Linked DNA regions of Sus scrofa: region 2 is linked to region 1. A link is a contact called in public targeted proximity ligation data. All regions are on one chromosome and are shown on one strand. The core of a region is the stretch at or near the end of the contact, and the rest is flanking DNA. Distances in the headings are between cores, read along the strand shown.

Region 1 (2,863 bases), core at 65-2,564:
CACTATGGAAAGCAGAAAGATGAAGTGAGATTCTCACATTCAAAAGATTTAGACCTACGTAGGAGGAAGATTCTCCTGTACATACAAATCATAATAAGATCATGGTAATGGCCATGAGAGTCGTAAACACAGTGACCCCCAAAATACAGAGAAAATAAATCAATTCCTGCTGGGGAGAATCAAGCAAGATATTTGAGCTTGACCTCGAAGACAATCTTGGATGTGGATTTTCAGAAACTAGAAAAAGAGTCTCCAATTGAGCGGGGTGAGCAAAGACACAGAGACAAGAAAACACAGCATGTTCATACATTTCTCTCTCTCTCTCTCTCTCTCTCTCTCTCTCTCTCTCTCTCTCTTTCTCTCTCTTTTTTTTTTTTTTTTTTTGGTCTTTTTAGGGCCACACACGTAGCACGTGGATGTTCCCAGGCTAGGGACTGAATCAGAGCTGTAGCCACAACCTGCACCATGGGCCAGATCTGAGACCTACACCACAGCTCACAGCAATGAAATGCTGGATCCCTAATCCACTGAGCAAGGCCAGGGACTGAACCTGCGTCCTCATGGATACTAGTTAGATTCATTTCCTCTGAGCCACGACAGGAACTCCAGGTTCATACATTTCTCAGTATGTCAAAGACCCTCCTATGTCACTGCTCCAGATACATTTCAGAAGGATTAATGGAAAGGAGATACCAAGAAAAAGCACCAAAAATCAAATGAACAGTGATCATCTCTGGGAGGTGAATATTTCCATTGTGTTTTTATATTTTTTTCTACTTGTCTTCGATGCTTATACATTATTTTCAATGTGGAATTTTTTTTTTTTTTTTTTTGTCTCTTTGCCATTTCTTGGGCTGCTCCCGCAGCATATGGAGGTTCCAGCCTAGGGGTCTAATCGAAGCTGTAGCTATCAGCCTACATCACAGCCACAGCAACTCGGGATCCAAGCCCAGTCTGCAACCTACACCACAGCTCACAGCAACACCGGATCCTTAACCCACTGAGCAAGGCCAGGGATCGAACCCGCAACCTCATGGTTCCTAGTCAGATTCATTAACCACTGAACCACGACGAGAACTCCAAGAAAGATTTTCAAATCACCTCAACATAGTTGTCTCCATAAAAGAGGAGAAATCAAATCTTCCCTGATATAGAATTATAGCAGCACAAGACAACTTCAATCACGTCACTTATGACGTGGAGGGAGAAAATGACCAGGAGAGGTAGTTTATCAATCTGTGGGTTCCTGCAGGTCCTGGCATTGCCTACGTGGGCGTACTTGACCGCCGAGGGAACTGTGTTTTCCTTTAGGTAAGCAATGCCTGCCCTCTGCTGGTGATTCAAAAGTTAGCTAACGAGAGCCCAGGTTTTTCTTACCCTGTCTTCCTAAAACAAAGTGATGAAAAGACAAGAAATATGAACTCATCATTCTGATGGCAAAGCCATATGTTTCATTATTTTGCTGAGTCTTGAATTACTTTACGTATAGGGGAGAAAAGTCTGTTGGTTCACTTTTCTTCTTGTGCCAATACAACCACTCTTCGGGCTGGAACTTTGAAACACCCTGTCCCCAAGTCAGAGGGATTTGCTCAGTTGGCAGGAAGGAGGGTATTCAGTTTGTAGGGTGTAAGGGAGCCCAGTGTCTGCAGGGGGTTAGGGGGTTTGCACAAAGTGACGAGGAGAAGCTCTGATAGGAGTTCCCATCATGGCGCAGTGGTTACCGAATCCAACTAGGAACCATGAGGTTGCAGGTTCAATCCCTGGCCTTGCTCAGTGGGCTAAGGATCTGGCGTTGCCATGAGCTGTGGTGTAGGTTGCAGATGCAGCTCAGATCCTGCGTTGCTATGGCTGTGGTGTAGGCCGGCGGCTACAGCTCCGATTCGACCCCTAGCCTGGGAACCTCCATATGCCACAGGAAGCGGCCCTAGAAAAGCCAAAAAGACAAAAAAAAGAAAAAAAAAGAAGCTCTGATACCAAAGGGGATCAGATGCTCTCCTAACTCAAGAAGTTTGATTCAGGCTTTTTCTGCTTTAAGCTTAAATGGGTGATTTAAGCTTTAAACCACCATTTCTCAACCTCAGCACCACTGACGTTCAGGGCTGGCTGGTTCTTGGTCACAGGGCTGTCCTGTGCTTTGCAGTGTGTGGAGCAGCGTCCCTCACCTCTTATTAGATGCCAGAAACCCTCCTGGCAAGTGGTGACAACCGAAAACTCCTCCAGACATTGCCAAGGACGCAGGTTCGATCCCCGGCCTAACACAGTAGGTGAAAGGATCTGGCATTGCCACAGCTGCAGGCGCAGTTTGAAGCTGCAGCTCAAGTCTGATCCCTGGCCTGGGGAAGCCAAAAAGCAGGGGGTCAGGTCTGATCCCTCGCCTGGGGCGGCCAAAAAGCAGCGGGGGTGGGGTGTGGGGGGGTAGGATGTGTTTACTTTAAACCAGAGCTTGATAGCACATTGCCACCAACTGCAACTTCTCAACCTTCAAAGGAATCCTCACCTCCTTGCCTTGGTTCTCTACTCCCATTTATTCACTCGAAAGCATTTGCTGAACCTGCATTATGTGCCAAATGCTAGTGCCAGGTGATGAGAACAAACACATGAATTAGACGTGGTCCCGCCTTGGCAACGTCTTGACCCTTGGACAACAGGCTGACATTTTTGGCTGTTGTTGTCCACTTTGTGAACAAAAGCGATTTTTGATTTCCCCTAAGTTTGTGGCCTAAAGAAGGGTGAGCTAACGAGGGCCTGCCAGCCAGTTACCCATCCTTACAAATAAAGTTTTACCAGAACACAGCCACTCATGGTTTATGTCATGTCACCCAGCTTTTGCACGTCACAAGGCAGAGTTCGGTTTGCTCTGAGT
Region 2 (3,125 bases), core at 611-3,110, 1.1 Mb before region 1:
CACAAACCTCCCAGCTGCAATAGGGCGTCGTGCTTGCGTGTTTATCTCAACCATTCACCACACCCACCTCCTGTAGCAAAGTGCTCCCTGTTGCCTGGGCTCAGCATCCTCCCAGATCTGTCCTGCCTCCCTCCAGGATGCTTCCTCTGCCAGCTCGCTCTGAGTGCTTTCCCCAGCTTTCTCTACATGGTGAACCTTATCCCAAGACCAAACATCAACCCATGCCTTCCATGAGATTCGCTCTGACCTGCAAGGCAGACTAGACAACTCCTTCTTGGGGGACCAGCTGCATATGTATGTATTTCTTTGAATTCTAACCCCAGGACAATGTCAGCTCTGGTGGTTGTATCTGTCTCCTTAACATGGTGCTTCCTGCTTGCAAAGAATAGGCTTCTGTCATCCTTTTGTCCCCATGGAGTCCAGTGCAGTGCCTGGTACACAGGGAACAGGCGGCAAAGGCAGGGAGGAGAAGGGAACAGGGGCAAGAGGCAAAGACACATGGGCGGGCTGAGACAAGTGTGGGTGAGGGCGGGGGAAAGAGTGAGAGGCCAAGGAGGGGATGGGCATCTCAGGACAGGCTCTGTGTGTTGCAGTTGGAGAAGGACAGGTTTAAAGAAATCTCACAGAGCAGGTGGAGGTGAAGAGTGTGGAGGGGCAGGGCCTGGAGCAGGGGGGAGCCCAAGGGGGTGGCAGGGACCTCAGTGAGAACCTAAGCAAGGCAGCAGCTTTGAAGATGCAGAGGAAGGGCTGGATCGAGAGCCCAGCTCAAAGCTGGGTGGGGCAACTCTAGGCTTTCTTGTGTGTGCCATCAGGGTGGCTTTTGGTGCTGGGAACAGGTTGAGGGATATCAGAGAAGCCTGTTGAAAGGAGATGATTAGGTTTGAGGGACCCTTAGATTTTTTTTTTTTTTTTTTTTTTTTTTTTTTTTTTTGTCTTTTTGCCTCTTCTAGGACCACTTCCGCAGCATATGGAGGTTCCCAGGCTAGGGGTTGAATCAGAGCTGTAGCCACCGGCCTATGCCAGAGCCACAGCAATGCCAGATCCAAGCCATGTCTGCGACCTACACCACAGCTCATGGCAACGCCGGATCCTTAACCCACTGAGCAAGGCCAGGGATCGAACCCGCAGCCTCATGGTTCCTAGTCAGATTTGTTAACCACTGTGCCACCAAGGGAACTCCAGAGGGACCCTTAGATTTTACAGGTGAAGGTGTCCCTTGTCATTGGAAATTCCGGTCTGTCCAGTAGCTTTGGAAAGACTCAGCCCGTGGTGGAGATGAAGGAGTCGGGATGATCCGTGTGTAGGACGTGGTTGGAGCCATTGAGTTGGTAAGAGTCAGGGAACATAGCATGGAGAGAGCAGCTGGCTGAGAACGGGTTCTGGGGAGCAGCCACAATTTAGAGGCCAGGCTGAGGCCAAGAAACAGCCATAGGAAAGGGGACATTAAAGATGAGAATATCCCAGTGAGCAGTATCAGGGATGCGGGCCATGGAGGGGGGACCCGGCCCAAAAAGCAGCTGTTGGCTGGGATGACTAGGGATCCCCCCTGCCTTGTGCATTTCCCAGTTAGAGAAAAAGCACAAACAAGGTCCTGGCACTTTTTCATCATTGTGGCCTTTATTAATGATCAAGATTGGTCTCTGTCTCAGGAATGCCCTCTGGTGGGCAGGATGTGCAATAACATTATTCAGTAAGAGAGCCTTGAGTCAACACCACGTCTTTACCCTGAGAGAAGCAAAGCCCCCAACTCTCCGCCTTGCTTGGTATGACAGCATACACAGAATTTGAGATTAGTGTGGAAGCAAAGATCCCATATGCTGGGTAATGAGCTGCCCCAGCGCCCATTGTCCGATCCGTCTGGGTGCCTTCCAATGCTTGTTACCATGACATAGATGACACGCCCATGGCTCTGTGCCTCTTTGGCTCTCCGCCTTCACGTTTTTCTTTCCTTTTCTCCTCCCTTTTCCTCAAACAAAATCCGGACAATTGCTGTTTTAAATCCAGGCCTTGGGATTTCAAGTGGGTATGTGCCTAGATGTCCACAGGTGTGATTGCAAACCCATAAATTTCAAGCTTCTTCCTCCTGGGACCAGGGAAAAAGGGGCCTCTTGTACCCAAGCGAAGTGCTAAATTTGGCAACCGTGGCAAGCCTCTTGCATGGTGATTGTGATGAGCAGCATCTGTCGCCCAGCACCTGCCAGACTTCTCCTAGCCCAGCTGCAAAGCCAGCTCTGCCCAGCTGGCAGCAGCCAAAGAGCCTCACTTGCCTCGCCTGCCCTCCCAAGGAAAGGAAGGAAGCTGGAGAAGAAGCCCGGGCATGCTTGCCCTCTGGTGGGCAGGATGCGCAATGACAGCCAACCCAGCCCTCACTGCTACCTTGGTCTTAGCAGAATGATGTCCTTTGGCCAGCCTCCCCACCAGTACTGCCTAGCCACTGACTAGTCTTCGGAGGTAGAACTTGTCCTGCCTGCCCTCTGTGTGCAACCTAGGCCAGTCTGTTCTTCTCTTTGTAAAGGCGCTAAAACATTTGTAGGTTTCCATGTGCAGATCCTCCAGTTTTCCTACTCTTGCTCTTCTGTGAAATGATGTATTTATTTATTTATTTTATTTTTGTCTTTTTGCCTTTTCTTGAGCCGCTCCTGTGGCATATGGAGGTTCCCAGGCTAGGGGTCGAATCGGAGCTGTAGCCACCGACCTACGCCAGAGCCACAGCAACGCGGGATCCGAGCTGCGTCTACAACCTACAGCACAGCTCACGGCAACGCCAGATCCTTAACCCACTGAGCAAGGGCAGGGATCGAACCCGCAACCTCATGGTTCCTAGTCGGATTCGTTAACCACTGCGCCATGACGGGAACTCCATGAAATGGTGTATTTAATAGTGGTGTATATCAGAATCTGAACAAGTACTAGAATATGTTAAAGGTTAGAAGTGGCTTTTGTGGGAGTTCCTGGTTGTGCCTCAGCGGGTTACAAACCCAGCTAGTATCCATGAAGAAACGGGTTCAATCCCTGGCCTCGTTCAGTGAGTTAAGGATCTGGCGCTGCCATGAGCTGTAGTGTAGGTCACAGATGTGGCTTGGATCCTGCATTGCTATGGCTGTGGCATAGGCTGGCAGATGCAG

The links.
Region 2: a targeted proximity ligation map of alveolar macrophages shows a contact between it and region 1. A contact is called at or near these places in 17 of 47 Hi-C or Micro-C datasets (alveolar macrophages, brain, embryonic fibroblasts and 12 more) and 1 of 2 datasets of targeted methods (alveolar macrophages).

Annotation. Positions count from the first base shown.
Region 1 is chr4:39,171,737-39,174,599 of Sscrofa11.1, reverse strand. No RefSeq gene overlaps it. Among named protein-coding and RNA genes, the nearest start is that of MTDH, 60 kb to the right of the region's middle.
Region 2 is chr4:40,306,631-40,309,755 of Sscrofa11.1, reverse strand. All of the region lies in intron 10 of PTDSS1 (phosphatidylserine synthase 1), which reads left to right. Among named protein-coding and RNA genes, the nearest start is that of PTDSS1, 68 kb to the left of the region's middle.